Linked DNA regions of Mus musculus: regions 1 and 3 are each linked to region 2. A link is a contact called in public promoter capture Hi-C data. All regions are on one chromosome and are shown on one strand. The core of a region is the stretch at or near the end of the contact, and the rest is flanking DNA. Distances in the headings are between cores, read along the strand shown. Region 1 holds the start of Serpinb2 (serine (or cysteine) peptidase inhibitor, clade B, member 2). Region 2 holds the start of Serpinb11 (serine (or cysteine) peptidase inhibitor, clade B (ovalbumin), member 11). Region 3 holds the start of Serpinb10 (serine (or cysteine) peptidase inhibitor, clade B (ovalbumin), member 10).

Region 1 (4,725 bases), core at 2,100-4,599, 150 kb before region 2:
ACCACACATACCCACACAACACACAAATATGTACATATACAGAATCTTATCCACACATCCAAGTGGATGCCACTTGTACACATTCTTGTTGGGCTCAGGTGAGTCCATCAGCCTTTAACTTCTCTATTTTTTAAAGTATATAGACTTGCTTGAGGGTTGGTATAGGCACCCAGAGCCTACAATCCCTACAATATGCTCAGCCTTGCTTTAAATAGATTTCCTGTGGACTGGGAAGTTCACTTTAGTACCTCCTCTCCTGTCATACAAACCCAAGCGCTCACAGGAATTCAGGGATAATCCAATAGGAGACACACAATATGCTTAATTTGTAGCTATCTAAAAATAAAGGACAGGCACACCTTTCATGACTTAAGGCCCTGTGTACAGCTGGATGCCTGGACGCACCAAAGGGTGTATGTGTGCAAAGGGATGTTAGGTCAACACCATTTTCCTAGCTGTCTATTTTTCTTTCATCATCATATAAAATAACCTATAATTATGGAAATAAATAAATATACCAAACAATGACAACACTCAGGTCTTTGTAAACTTTCTGGGAGAAAGAGTTTCCAGAACTGTAGTGGGGAGTTCCCTGGATGAAGCAAGACTGTAGCTACTGTCTTGACTTTCTACAGAAGTGCTGTGGAAAAGAGAAGAATTTGCACCAAAAGTTGTCATTTATAACAAAATGCTAGTGCATTTTGTAAAGACAAATTAAATAAATTAAACTGTGCTCCTTCAACACTTTTCCATTCCCTTGTCTCTTCACTTAATTTATGAGTGTGTGTTGGGGCAGGGGGCACGTAAGTATGAGCAAGAGTGCACATGTCATTAGATGAGTGTCAGAGGACAACGTTACGAAGCCAGCTTTCTCCTTCCAAGTCTACATGGGTTCTGGGGACAGAACTCAGGTCACCAGGCTTGTGTGTTGCACCCATACTTTTGTTTAACTTTTTTGTGACTCTATGGGGTGGATATGACTGACTGTTCTACAGACCACATTCAAAAGCTCCTGGAGGTTAAGCAGCTTTTCTGAGGCCCCACAGTTCACCGTAATATCACAAAGATGCAGGCTAACATCTGCCACTGACTTCTGGGTGGTTGAATCCTTCCAGTGCTGATGCAAGCCTTCACTATGGCTTTCAGCTTTATGGAACTGATATATTGAGAAATACTAGAAAAGGGAAGTTTAAAAAGAAATCAGCAAAGAAGCACATCTGCATTTCCCCCTTGAAAGTTTATTAATGTAAAAGAAAGCAGTTTTGCTTTCCTACTTGTTTTTACCTCAGATGCCAGATTAAGGCAGGTAGTTCAGAAATTAAATTCTCCTCCAGTGACTTAAAATTATAATAAGGCTTCACACATAGACTTCCTTAAAACATTTCTTTAAAATTGTTCTTCTGTTTCTAGGTGAAAATTCAAGTAAGGGATCAGCACTAGGAGAATATCAACTCCAGGAGAGTACATTCTGATGTCTCCTATTCATAAATCCGTGCAACAATCTATATAGCCAAACTTTAGCACTACAAAAGCTTAAGTGTCAAGACAATCCACAGAAGGGACAGATAATACTAAACTAGGACTTCAGGTAACTTGATAGAGAAAAAAAAACATTGCTAAGTTGAGTGAAATTTTTCCAGATCTATTTACTCCTTTATGAAGTCATCTCAGTCTGGGGATGTGACTGAGCGCTAGCTGTGCTGTGGCCTGTGCTCAGACCTCTAGTTTACCAATAAATAAAAACATTGAACTAAACAACCTGAATTATTCTGAACTAGAGAGGTGGTCCTTGAACTCAGCATGCAGCCAGGAAGGATGGAGAACTTCAGATCCTCCTTTGTCTGCCTCCCAAGTGCTGAGATTACACCTGTGTGCAACCCAGCCTGATCTACGTAGTCCTGGGGATTGAATCTGGGACATCATGCATGCTAGGAAAGCACTTCACCATCTGAACAACAACCCTTGTTCCCAAATTCTATTTTTAAATGATGTGTTGTTAATTACATTTACATAAAAATGGTAGTGTCTTTACTGCAATCACCTAATTACTTCTGCCACATTTTGTTTAATGGGAATAATCACATATCCCATCTCCTTTGGGATTTCTGCTATAATAATGAAAATGTGAAGAGGTAATTAGTGCAGAGCTAATTAATTTCAGCATCTGGACTTTTCCTATAAATTCTTCAAATAATATTTGAAAGCTTCAAACTAGTATATATATATATACACATAGTGGTCCCTGACTCTTGGACAAGACCACATCTTACACTTGGATAGGATGAGGTTATAGCATGATGACAGGATAATAAGCCATACAATTCCATATGCTTCCAAATATGACACTATTATTAGCATTAGGATGAATAAATGGAAATTATCTGCTGGGTGGGGCTCTCTCTTCTTTTTGTTGGTTCCTGCAATACAAGTTTGGCAAATGCACTGGTGAAACTTGGCAGAGGTGATGAATTTGGGAGGTACCATAGGCTCACCACCTGCTACACTCCCTCTCTGAATTAGACCTGGATGTTAAATTGGATTTTTCTGCAGCGTTTCAAACATATTTTAGTGTGTGTAAACACATAATAAAGATGTTTTTAAATTGTTTTCAAAACTCAGTAAAAACTAAGATAAGGCAGTAGTGATATGGAAATATACCATCAAAACTAAAACAAATTTTCCAAAAACTGGTAGCAGTATTTTAGTTGATAGTTTCCATAATGAATAATTATCTGCTTGATAAAGGTTAAATTGTTAGTTTGGTTAATCCATCAGCTAATTTACTTGATATTTCTCTTTCACAGAATTGATCCATTACAGAACTAGGTCAAATAAATACATTGTGATACTGGATTGTCCTGACCCAAATTTTTCCTTAATTTTTATAGGTTCAGGCTGTTAACTTTAGGTGAAAATTGAACTTCACATATTTATAAATATAAATACATTACAACAAATTATTTTTATATAAAAATGAAATGCTTAATTTCAATTTTAAGTATAAACATTTTAATATTTGTAGTTATTTATGCCTGATTTTATATCAAACCAATAGGTAATATAAAACATACATATTATATAATCTGCTCAGTACTATTATCATTGAAACTGCAATAGATGTACATTTCAATTTCAGTTTGGCTAGTGATACACAGGCATTTGCTGACTTCTAAGACTCAAAGTCAAGCAGTCATAAATTTAATTCAAGTCTTAAACCAAAATATCTTTAGTTAAACAAGCGAAAAAGAAAATATGGTTCAATTCCTTTACTTACCCTCTACACAGCTCAATATAGTAACTATTGCTATGAAGGAGGAGAGAAGAAAGACGCCCTGGATTCACTAGAGATGCTCGGGGGAATTGCTGAAACACTGTATTACCTCGTTATCTTCTGAGCGGCTGACACACAGGAAATGCTTCTTGGAAAGCTGGCACTGTGTGGACAAGGTAATGACTGGTTTTATAAGACTCTGCCCCTCCCACACAGCTCTTTTTTCAAACTTTTTAATTTGTATTCTTTGTATGATTCAACATTTTACTCATAAAGACATCATTAGAAAAGAAATGCTTGCTTGTAATACTCAGTTTAAGAAACAACTAGAGAGTGTGATGTCATTCAAAATTCAAGAATTTAGCAATTTCCAATTTTAAATCTATTAGCTGTAATCTGCACCACTCACACTCATGTCTCCTCCTTTCTCACTGCATTCAATGACAGCATGAATTTCATGATACTCAATCCACCTTTGGACAGCCACCATCTGTGGGAGTCTTTACAATAAAGGATGTTGTCTTTTCTTCCCTTTGGATCTACAGGGAATCAAAAGAACCTCCACACAAAAGAGGAAAGAGAAAAAAACACACTTGATTTTTCTAATTTAATAATTATTTTAAACTATGATTCTCTCAGGAATAATAATCTGAAATAATTCTAACCTACTGTCTCAAGACACACCCAAAGAACTTTTCATATGGCCTTGATCACACCGCCAGTATTAACCTACTTTAAACAATGACAACCTACTGCTTATGTTGACTTATAATTGGCAGAAACCTATACATGCTAATTGTAATCTTGAACACTCATTTTGGAAATATTTCCAATTTTCTAAAAACACTAAAAATGTTAATTAAAAATAGACAAAAATTACACATAAATAAATGTGATATGAATCTAAACATTTTCATACTGTCATAATTTATTAGGAAGAGTTGGAAACACATCTACCAGATCACTTCTCATTTCTTAATTGTACATTTATATGGAAGCACATACATAAGAACATGGAAAGTGCCACACTTCATGGGGTACTCCATGCCTTTGACTGGAGATCTGGGATGAAGACCACAAATGTCATGTCATTCCATTAAACCAAGGGGTGCATTTTGGGCTGATATGTACTCTTTTACAAGCTGTGTTCTGTTCTTTCTCCCTGTAAATACTCAGTTGATGCTATTATCTGCTGAACCCATTCTCTTTTTGGTTTCCATCTCCTAGATAGCACCCACTGGTGTATTTATGTGACCAGCTAAATGTTTTATCAACCATTCCCCATCTCCACATCAGCAGCTCTGTTTCCTGAACATGTCAGATGAGCCTAGACTTTGCCCACACTTTGTTTCACTTCTTTTTCAGATTAGGCTATTTCTCATCTTTATTTATTCAATTAAAGTTCTTCCCCTCAAGGGAGACATCATTGTTTTTCCCACTGGTCCAAATCTCTG
Region 2 (4,624 bases), core at 1,839-4,338:
ACCCAGCATGGCACACTGGAGCCAAGCATGAGCTAGTCCACCATTTCCTTGTGATTTTTTTTAAACAAAAATATTGGGGGGCGGGGGGGGGGCTTTGCTGATCTCGTGTCTCTGTACAGCTCGAGTCTTCAGAGCAAGATGCTGCCGTTCAGCTTCATCTTAGTACAGCTCTCCATCATACCTATAATAATAATTAGTGTCCTTGGAAAACACTTATTTGGTAATCTAAATAATAAAAGTCCACCCAGTACTGAGGTACATCCAAGCTGGCCGCTCTCCATACTCTATTCAACTCTGTACTGGGTGGAGTTACTGGATGAAATCACATTCTAGGATGTAACTTCAAGTACATGTAGTTTATTTTCAATTTGTGCCATTTTGATTATAAAGCAGTCAAGGAACCCTGCAATTAATGAAGCTTCTTAAAAGACTTTAGAACACAGTAGGGTCACTTACTGCATTCTGTACTTTCTAAAACTCTGACTGTCTTTCTTTATAATCCTGAGTAGAAAAGCTCAAAGCATCAGCCCCTGCCCTTGGGAGCCAGAGTCCTGTGACTACACAGGTCCTTCTTCTCTTTACTCAGCATGTTAAGCTAATTCACTCTCTTTCACCCCAGTCTCAGATCATACTTTTAATTTCTTTAGACAAAACCCTTTTTTTTGTAGGTGTTCTTGTAAACTATCTATTTTATTGGGTCATACACTTTTTTGGTTTTCATAAGCAATTTTCTGTTAAGTGGTTTATTCTTCATTTAGTACTAAATATTACGTTGCTCCAGATGGATTCACTTCTGCTAGTGAATTCTTGTATTTTTGTCATATGTTACCCTATTTACTCCCCAGGGACTGATGCTTTAATGGCACCCTGCATCACAGCGTCATAGGAAGTGCTGTGAAGAACATCTCCATAGTCCCTATTTACAGGCCTACACTAAAATGCCTTTGAGAAATAAGTGATTGGAAATGCCTTTGAGAAATAAGTGATTGGTCACAGGGTCCATATACACACCAAGTACTGTATGTGCAGGATTCACAGTCTTTAGTCTTGAAAGACGAGCTATGCCTCTGCAGTTCTGCAGAGGATGCATTGGGAGCTTGAGAGATTGCACACTGTTGGGAATGGAGCTGTGGTCCATCTCTCCTGAGCCTCCCACTTCTCCCAATCGCTGCCACATGCTATTAAGTAATGCAACAGCATTGCCAGCTAACTTCAACAGATAAGAGTAAATAAACAGTACAGCTTGTATGACCTCACCACTGAACCTGGCAGTGCATCATACAAGAAACAAAAATGCTGAGTTCATATTTATAAAGGTGTTAGAAATGTATAATTATAATAACGTCATGAGCTTTGTGTCCACAGGTTTATAATGCAGCATTCAAGACATCTATAATCTCAGTTATTCTCTAGAACACTAAATTTTTTTTTTTGGTTTTTGTTTGCTTGTTTGTTTGTTGTTTTTGTTTTGTTTTTGTTTATCAAGACAGGGTTTCTCTGTATAGCCCTGGCTGTCCTGGAACTCACTTTGTATACCAGGCTGGCCTCAAACTCAGAAATTCACCTGCCTCTGCCTCCCAAGTACTGGGATTAAAGGCATGCATCACCACCTACCAGCTAGAACACTACCTTTATAGCTATAAGCACAAATCTTTTGCAACAGTTCTAGTTTCAAAATTGTATTCAAGTAATTTTATGCTCTAGTCTTTATTGACAATTTTTCTACATCTGGGTGATTGTCTTTGCATAAAGAGAATAACGTCTAGATGAATTACAGGTTTTGGTCCTGTGAATATACTGGGTTTTGTCACTAGAATTATCATTTCTTGGGGGAAGGATAATAAATTTTTGAACTTATCAATGTCTTCATTTTGCCCCAGAACAAATATATACTAGAGAAAATAACACTGAATATTTATTCACATCTAGACGAATAAAGACTGACCAGTCAATTTGCACAAAGAAGAATGAACTGGTTAAAAGTCTAAAAACATATGAATCCTGAAAAACACGTGTAGAAGCCATCGTGGCCAAACCGATCTGCAGAGGGAAAGTCGGGAGCTTCATAGAAGATGATGCATTGGAATTTGAAAAGAAGGTGAGAATTTTAGAAAGCTTCCTTGAATATCTCTGTACATTTCTGCCTATATTTTAGGACAAGAAACATCTTCCAGGAAAGTTGAATGTGTAATCTAAAGGTAGCTGTGGGAGAAAAGGCAGCAAAAAAAGATTCCTGAGTTTCTTCTCCTTTCAAGGTTTTAAAAAATGTATTCAAGAAGAGATGATTCTATTTGGGAAATGTCAGAAGGAGAACATGTATCAGAAATAGGTCTGTACAGAGACACAAAGTCTTGGTCAGCTCTTTGAGAGCACATATATAACAAAGACCTCAACTTCTTAAAACTTGAGCACTGCCTGGTTAAAGTACACATGGAGAAACTCACAGACACAAAGAAACACACACACACAGAAAATCCCACAGATTCAGACCCCCTACCTAGAGAAAAAGGGTCAGGGAGAGGGAGAGAGAGGGAGACAAACCAAGAGAGATACTTACAGACAGATATGCAGAGAAAGACACACAGAGAGAGGAATTTACAGATAGATACAAACACAAACACACACACAGACATACACACTCAGAGAGAAATTTATACATACACACTCATGCACACAAACACCCACACACAGGCACACACACACGTTTCCATATGCACACACAGAGAAATACCACACTGACAAAGGGATAATACTTATCTAAAGAATTAGAGTTAATACTAAATAGAAAATATAATCATAATTTCTTCATTAAAACAATCAGATTTATGAGATATATTTAGCTGAATTGATATTTTTATGATGCACATTTTCAGTGATATGCTCATACCCTTATCAAAAGGTCAGCAAAGGACCACATTCAATTAAACAATAAGTTACCCCCTCATCTGACTCATTACAAACTTGTTAAGTGTCATCTTTGGCTCTTATTTATCTCCCTCTGACAACATTCTACTCAAAAAGTACAGAAAGATTTCTCGTTACCTTTGTTGCTTTCTGATGGTGATGGGAAGAGTTTAGCAGGTTAGACTGGAGCTGTGTCCCTCCAAAGGAAATATAAGCCTTTACTTTTTGCTCCTCCCTTTCCACTGTGTTGTTATGATTCAGCTCTTCACCTGCTGGGCAGGAAGTACAGCTCCAAGAAGGAAGTCTTTCTGAAGGCCATATAGTGGCTTTGGCAGAATTACCAATGAACTGTGCTTTCTGAATCACACTATACTTATTATTCTCATCCTGCTTTATGAACAAAGGACCATCAACAAACCTAACTTCCACCCAAGGAAGTCTAGCTATCTGAAGAGATAGCGTGAACACATCCCATTGATAGAGCCCATGTCAACTTTCCAGGGGTTTTCAGAGTCATTATAAACAACACAAAGTCATGCAGTTAGAAAGATTCTGGTGGTGATAGATGCTCCATGGCTGGAGGTACATTTACTTCAAAATCTTCTGACCGCTTCTTCAGGGAGCTTGGGCCTCATAGATAGCTTCAGCAGTCTAGTAGCAGATAATCCCTCTCTCATAAAAAGACCACCACACTGTGCTCAAGCCTGAACTATCCTGTGGTTTTTATAGAAATAACTGCAAGCAAAAGGTACAAAAGCCACCAGTGGTGATCAGGTGCATGGCTAAAACCATTCAGAACAGGAAAAAACTACAGACCTAAGATTGGGTGAAAACTGCTGATAGGTGTTTAGAAGGAGCAGTAGCTAGAATTATGAACAAGAGAAACCCAAAGGCCAGGCTTATGCATGAAATTCATAGCCCAGCTTCCCCAGGATGGTACCAGTACCTGTCTGAAGCGATAAAGACAGATTCATGTGTCTTTGTGGTAGAAAAAAAAATAGTTTGTGACCACAGTTTTCTCCCTATTCTCAGCATGCAATATGCCTTTTCTTAGTTGCAATTAATTAATTATACAAGACTCAAAACCGTGAAAACTTGAGTGTAAAAAGTATGTTCCCAATCCCCACCTAGTCTTCAATATTCTCATAAAAATAGTTTTATACAGTCAACAACATGGAAGTAAAACAGGTTTCCCTACCCTCCAATGTCTCTGCTGTGATAGAACTTTCTCCTCATGGGATCCAATACCAGCTGGAGTCTTTGATGGTTTGGAAGGCTCTTATCCTGTTATGACTGATCCTCTACCTCCTTCTCTCCATCTCTCTTAAGATCCACAAAAAATTATTGAAGTTTTTTTTTTTTTTTAACATTTCTTGGTGTCTAAGAATTAGGTTCATCAAAGAAAAGTCTCTCTGTTACTCATCCTGAGTACAGCTCTATTATTTTCCCCGTTAGAAAGGAAGTGATTGTTTCAGATTTTTCCTTGTGGGTGGAAGGATTTCCATTAGCTCAATACCCTCCTCCCCCTTAACAAGTCATTTGCTTCTTCTGTCCTAAGATCTTAATCTGTATTCCTTGAAAGTAGAGCCAAAGACAAAACACAGGCATGTGTTTTCTTTGTGAAGTGATTTTAATGATCATGAAAAGAAGCAAAGCACCTGCATTGATTGCCATTGAATTGACAGTGGGTTTCAACGCTTCCAAACTTCAGGGAAACCTT
Region 3 (4,108 bases), core at 1,577-4,076, 170 kb before region 2:
ATATTATGCACAATTAAGTTGAAAATTCTTTTAAGAAGCTGAGTAATTTCTACCTTTTTTGTTATTCACATTTCTTTAACAAGAGAACTCAAAATTTTCTATTTTGCTATATTATATTCATCTTCTGACTTTCACCTTTAATTGCTCTGGATTTTGAATTTAAAATAACTTAATGTCTGTTGTTCTATAGTCAAATAATTTTCCAATTTATTAAATGACTAATACTGATTTGATGAATGCCTGAGCCTTCTAAGACCTTCTGTAGGTACTCATGTAGTAAGGAGTTGAGTCCTGTCCCAACATCCCATTTCTTACTAAGAAACCTACATCAAAGGCTACAGGAAAGTCAAAAGTTTTTTCTGTGGTCAAAACTGGAATCAAGACCAGGTGTGTACAGTAGTGTTGATTTACAGTGATTCTGTTGAAATACTTTCCACCCATTAAGGTATACTTGATTATACAGCTTTCCAGACTCAGGGTCACACCCAAGGCGTGGTTTATACCCATGGTGAAGTCTCCTGCAGAGCCTAGGTGAATTTTCTTTGAAGAAATAAAACCCTTTCCTGTTGTATGGTACTCTACACTTTCATAAAGCCTTGGAAATTTGCTAGTACTCCCACTTCATGGGATACCATCTTATAAGGAACTCTACTTCCTTCAAGACCATATTTATTCAGCTCACACTTTGACTAAACAATTTATATTTGTAAAACCTGTGAGGTGTAGTCACAGAAAAAATGTTTGGCTCTGTGACAAACCTGCAAGGTCAGAGAGCAAGCAACATCTTAGGGCCTGGGCATTTTATATCTCAACATGTAGATTAAGCTAAACATGGAACTTATTTATTCAGACTAAGTTCCTGAAAATATAATTTTTCTCTAACAAAAGAAATATCCTCTTGAAAATAGTTAATATGTACTTATCTTCAGTCTTATTAACATCAGCAGTCATGTATAAAGTATAGCCTAGAATATACAAGCAAGAAGCCTCTCTGGTAATGCCCATTTTATAAAACAACTATAAGGAGCTATTAAACTACCACCTAGCCCAACAGTCAGAAATTCCTGCAAGGTACACAACTCTAAGATGATATTTTATTGGAAATAATTTAGATATAAATATTGAGTAATCAGGAGCTTACTGTATCATAGTCTCTTTCCCTCTGTATCTGCGTTTACGTTTGTGTCTGTGTCTGTCTTTCTCTCCCGTGTGTGTGTGTGTGTGTGTGTATGTTATTCATACATATGTGTGCATGTATGTGTGGGTATACATACATGTTGAGACATAGGACAATCTTCAATTGTTTCTCATGAGATACCTGCCATTCTTTTTTGAGACAAGGTATGCCACTGGGCTGAGATTATGGAGTAAGGTAGGCTGGCTGACTAGCAAGTCTCAAGGATCTACCTGTCTCTACCTCCCTAGCACTGAGATCAGAAATGGGAAGTACCATGCCTACCTTTTTACATGAGTTCTGGAGACCAACCTCAGGTCTTTATGCTTATGATGCAAGCACTTTATTGATTTAACTATCTGCCCATCCCCCTACTGCATCATTTACAAAATGAATTGCTATTTTGAAAATTTTAGAAGTGTAAACTGAATATATAGAATACAGTATACATAATATTAGCTACACACACTGAAAAGAGTGTGAAGAAAGTAAAAAAAAATCTTAAAATCCACCATTATAAATAAGCACACCTCTAGCATAACAGCTTGGACAGAACCTTAGAATCACCATAGTCCAATACACCAATTTAATCTCCTAAAAGCTCAGGACCAGAGAAATTAGATGGGCTGTCTAAGGATGCACAGCTAATGAACAGTGAGAAGTTTAACCCTGTTCTCTTTATTATGAATACAAATTTCATGGTCAGTGTAGCTAATGGTCTGTAGAATTTTGATGGTAAGAGCAAGATTGAATAATATAGGACCAACAAAAGAAGTATAAAAGATGGATGAGGAAGAAGTAGTGGATGTGACAAGAGGGGAACACCATTGTTCTTTGTCCTATGAAAAGTACCTAAGATCCCTTGCTAGTCCTCTCTGATGACAGTTCTGAATCTTACATTATGAAACTGCTGGAAATAGAATATGAGAATGTCATTGTCTCCCAGCATTTCTTTTCTTGCCAGAATCCTTTTCTGAGGCAGTTGTTATGTCGGAGGGGTTCTGAAGAGTAAGGTGTGCTCAGAGACTCTGTGTCCCACAGCAGAGAAAGGAGCTAAAGGCACATGGCATGCTGACAGGCAGGAGAACGGGTTATAGAGAGGGCATAACCAAATGATTAGTTCCACCTATAAAAGTCACACTGTCAAGCTGCCCTGTATGAACGGTTAGAAGGAGTGGGATTCAATTATTTTAAGAATGCTTTATTTCCCTTTGTTAAATTGGCAGATACAACTCAGAAACTGGCAAATCCAGACATGACTGAGGGAGCGAAATCCACACGTGTTTTTCACGTGTGGATTTCAAAGGAGAGCAGTCAAAGCTTCCTTGATATTAATGATATCTCCTCTCAGTCAATCAAACTTGATATTAATGATATCTTCCTCTCAGTCAATCAAACTTTACACCACCTCAATCTGAAATATCTGACTTGTTCAGAAAAATGATAAAAGAGCAGAACCTCACCTGTTATCACAAGTTTCAAGTAGAGGTCTTGGTAATTTGTTAGGTACTAAAATAACAAAAATATAAACATTTTTTTTAATTGAAGAAATATTTACAGTACCTTATTTTCCTCTCCTGGAGCAAACTTGACAAATTGTGCTTTTAGGAAAAGACTGTGGCTGAAAAGTTAGGTAACTTTTAACTGAAGAAACTTAAAAGAAAAAAATGTAGCCCCTCCTTCTTCTGAGCCCCACCCTTGATTCACTTTCACAAGCCAGAACACTCTTCCTTTTCCAGGCTTATCTTGGCCAAAACTTCAAATAACTCAGAGAGGTAGACAGCAGAGTTCTTGCCTGAATTATTAATTACTAGCATTTTCCATGCAGGACTGCATGCAGAGACCTGAATTCTGACAAATTGTAACTCATACATTCCAAGTTAAATCCCTTCTGTAGGTTGCCAAGTAACAGCAATTATTATGGTTTCCACTGGTATGTTTCTAAGAAAAAAAAAAAAAGAACAGTTTCAAATGGAATAATAACGGGACATAAAATGGAAAACATTATCAATGCATGATTTGTTGCTGATCTGTTAAGGTATCCTTTAAAGTGTTCTGTGAGAAACACATAGGCTTAGTTCTGCTCTCTCTTGCAACACTAGAATAGAACCTAGGGTGTGACTTGGATCCGGGTCAGTTCCTCTATCAACAGGAACAAGACTTCCGTTACTGTTTTGGATACCTTTGTTATGTGGGACATTGCTCACCATTTTCTGCTTTTCTTGGTTTTCCCCACTGGCCTTCAGTGGCCATTCTTCTTTATCACATAGGAAAAAGCAAGAGAACACCAGTGTCACTGTCAGGCATGTAGAGCAATGGTGATGAGAATGAAGAGAGTTATAGGAATGCCATAAAAGCCCAGAGGACCGAGAGCCCTTTCCATGCACTGATGGTTCCACTTTTCATATATATACAGTTTTTCTGGTAAACTGACGACCGCTATGGAGGCCATGGTGAAGTGGAACTCTGGATTGCACAAGTGAATGAAGCTTGTGGTAGGAAATTTGATGTGCCTACTGAGCCTGTAAAGAGCAGATATGATTATTCATTTCCAGCTGTATTTTTAGCTGAATGCATCAGACAGAGGCTCCAGATAGACAGACCACTGACATTGACTGACAACAGCTCAGCAGGCTAACTAGGGATGCATCCCTGTTTAGGGAGAGGCTTGTTCTGGTAGTTTATGCTGCTTATTTTGCTATCTTGATACTAGTTATCCAGTGATATCTAGATATCTGAATACATTTATATCTAGATTCTGCTGAAGGAACCAATTTGCTCATCTTTTCCAAAGTCATGAGACAAAGGTGTTCTTATTCTTCTCCATAAACCTCTTCTTTCCTACTTAATTAAAATTCTTATTTAAAAATGTACTGTCTATATCAATTGAATCGTGCTTGTGTGTTAATTTGTTTCTTATTAGGGCAAAAAAAG

The links. Promoter capture Hi-C pulls out the DNA fragments that hold promoters and counts their contacts.
Region 1: a contact with region 2 is called in a promoter capture Hi-C map of the HPC-7 cell line, with 2.9 times the contacts expected there. The contact joins the promoter of Serpinb2 here to the promoter of Serpinb11 in region 2. A contact is called at or near these places in 11 of 39 promoter capture datasets (the 3T3-L1 cell line, the HPC-7 cell line, HPC-7-derived erythroid cells and 7 more), 1 of 115 datasets of contacts at active chromatin or transcription factors (the HPC-7 cell line) and 1 of 9 other capture datasets (liver).
Region 3: a contact with region 2 is called in a promoter capture Hi-C map of embryonic stem cells, with 3 times the contacts expected there. The contact joins the promoter of Serpinb10 here to the promoter of Serpinb11 in region 2. A contact is called at or near these places in 16 of 39 promoter capture datasets (the 3T3-L1 cell line, 3T3-L1-derived adipocytes, the HPC-7 cell line and 11 more) and 2 of 9 other capture datasets (adipose tissue and liver).

What each region holds. Positions count from the first base shown.
Region 1 is chr1:107,510,134-107,514,858 of GRCm38.p6, reverse strand. It overlaps Serpinb2 (serine (or cysteine) peptidase inhibitor, clade B, member 2), which reads right to left and starts at 3,349. Exons shown (of 8, transcript NM_011111.4): 1 at 3,275-3,349.
Region 2 is chr1:107,360,778-107,365,401 of GRCm38.p6, reverse strand. Serpinb11 (serine (or cysteine) peptidase inhibitor, clade B (ovalbumin), member 11) reads right to left here and starts at 3,088. Exons shown (of 8, transcript NM_025867.2): 1 at 3,043-3,088.
Region 3 is chr1:107,527,721-107,531,828 of GRCm38.p6, reverse strand. It overlaps Serpinb10 (serine (or cysteine) peptidase inhibitor, clade B (ovalbumin), member 10), which reads right to left and starts at 2,826. Exons shown (of 8, transcript NM_198028.3): 1 at 2,738-2,826.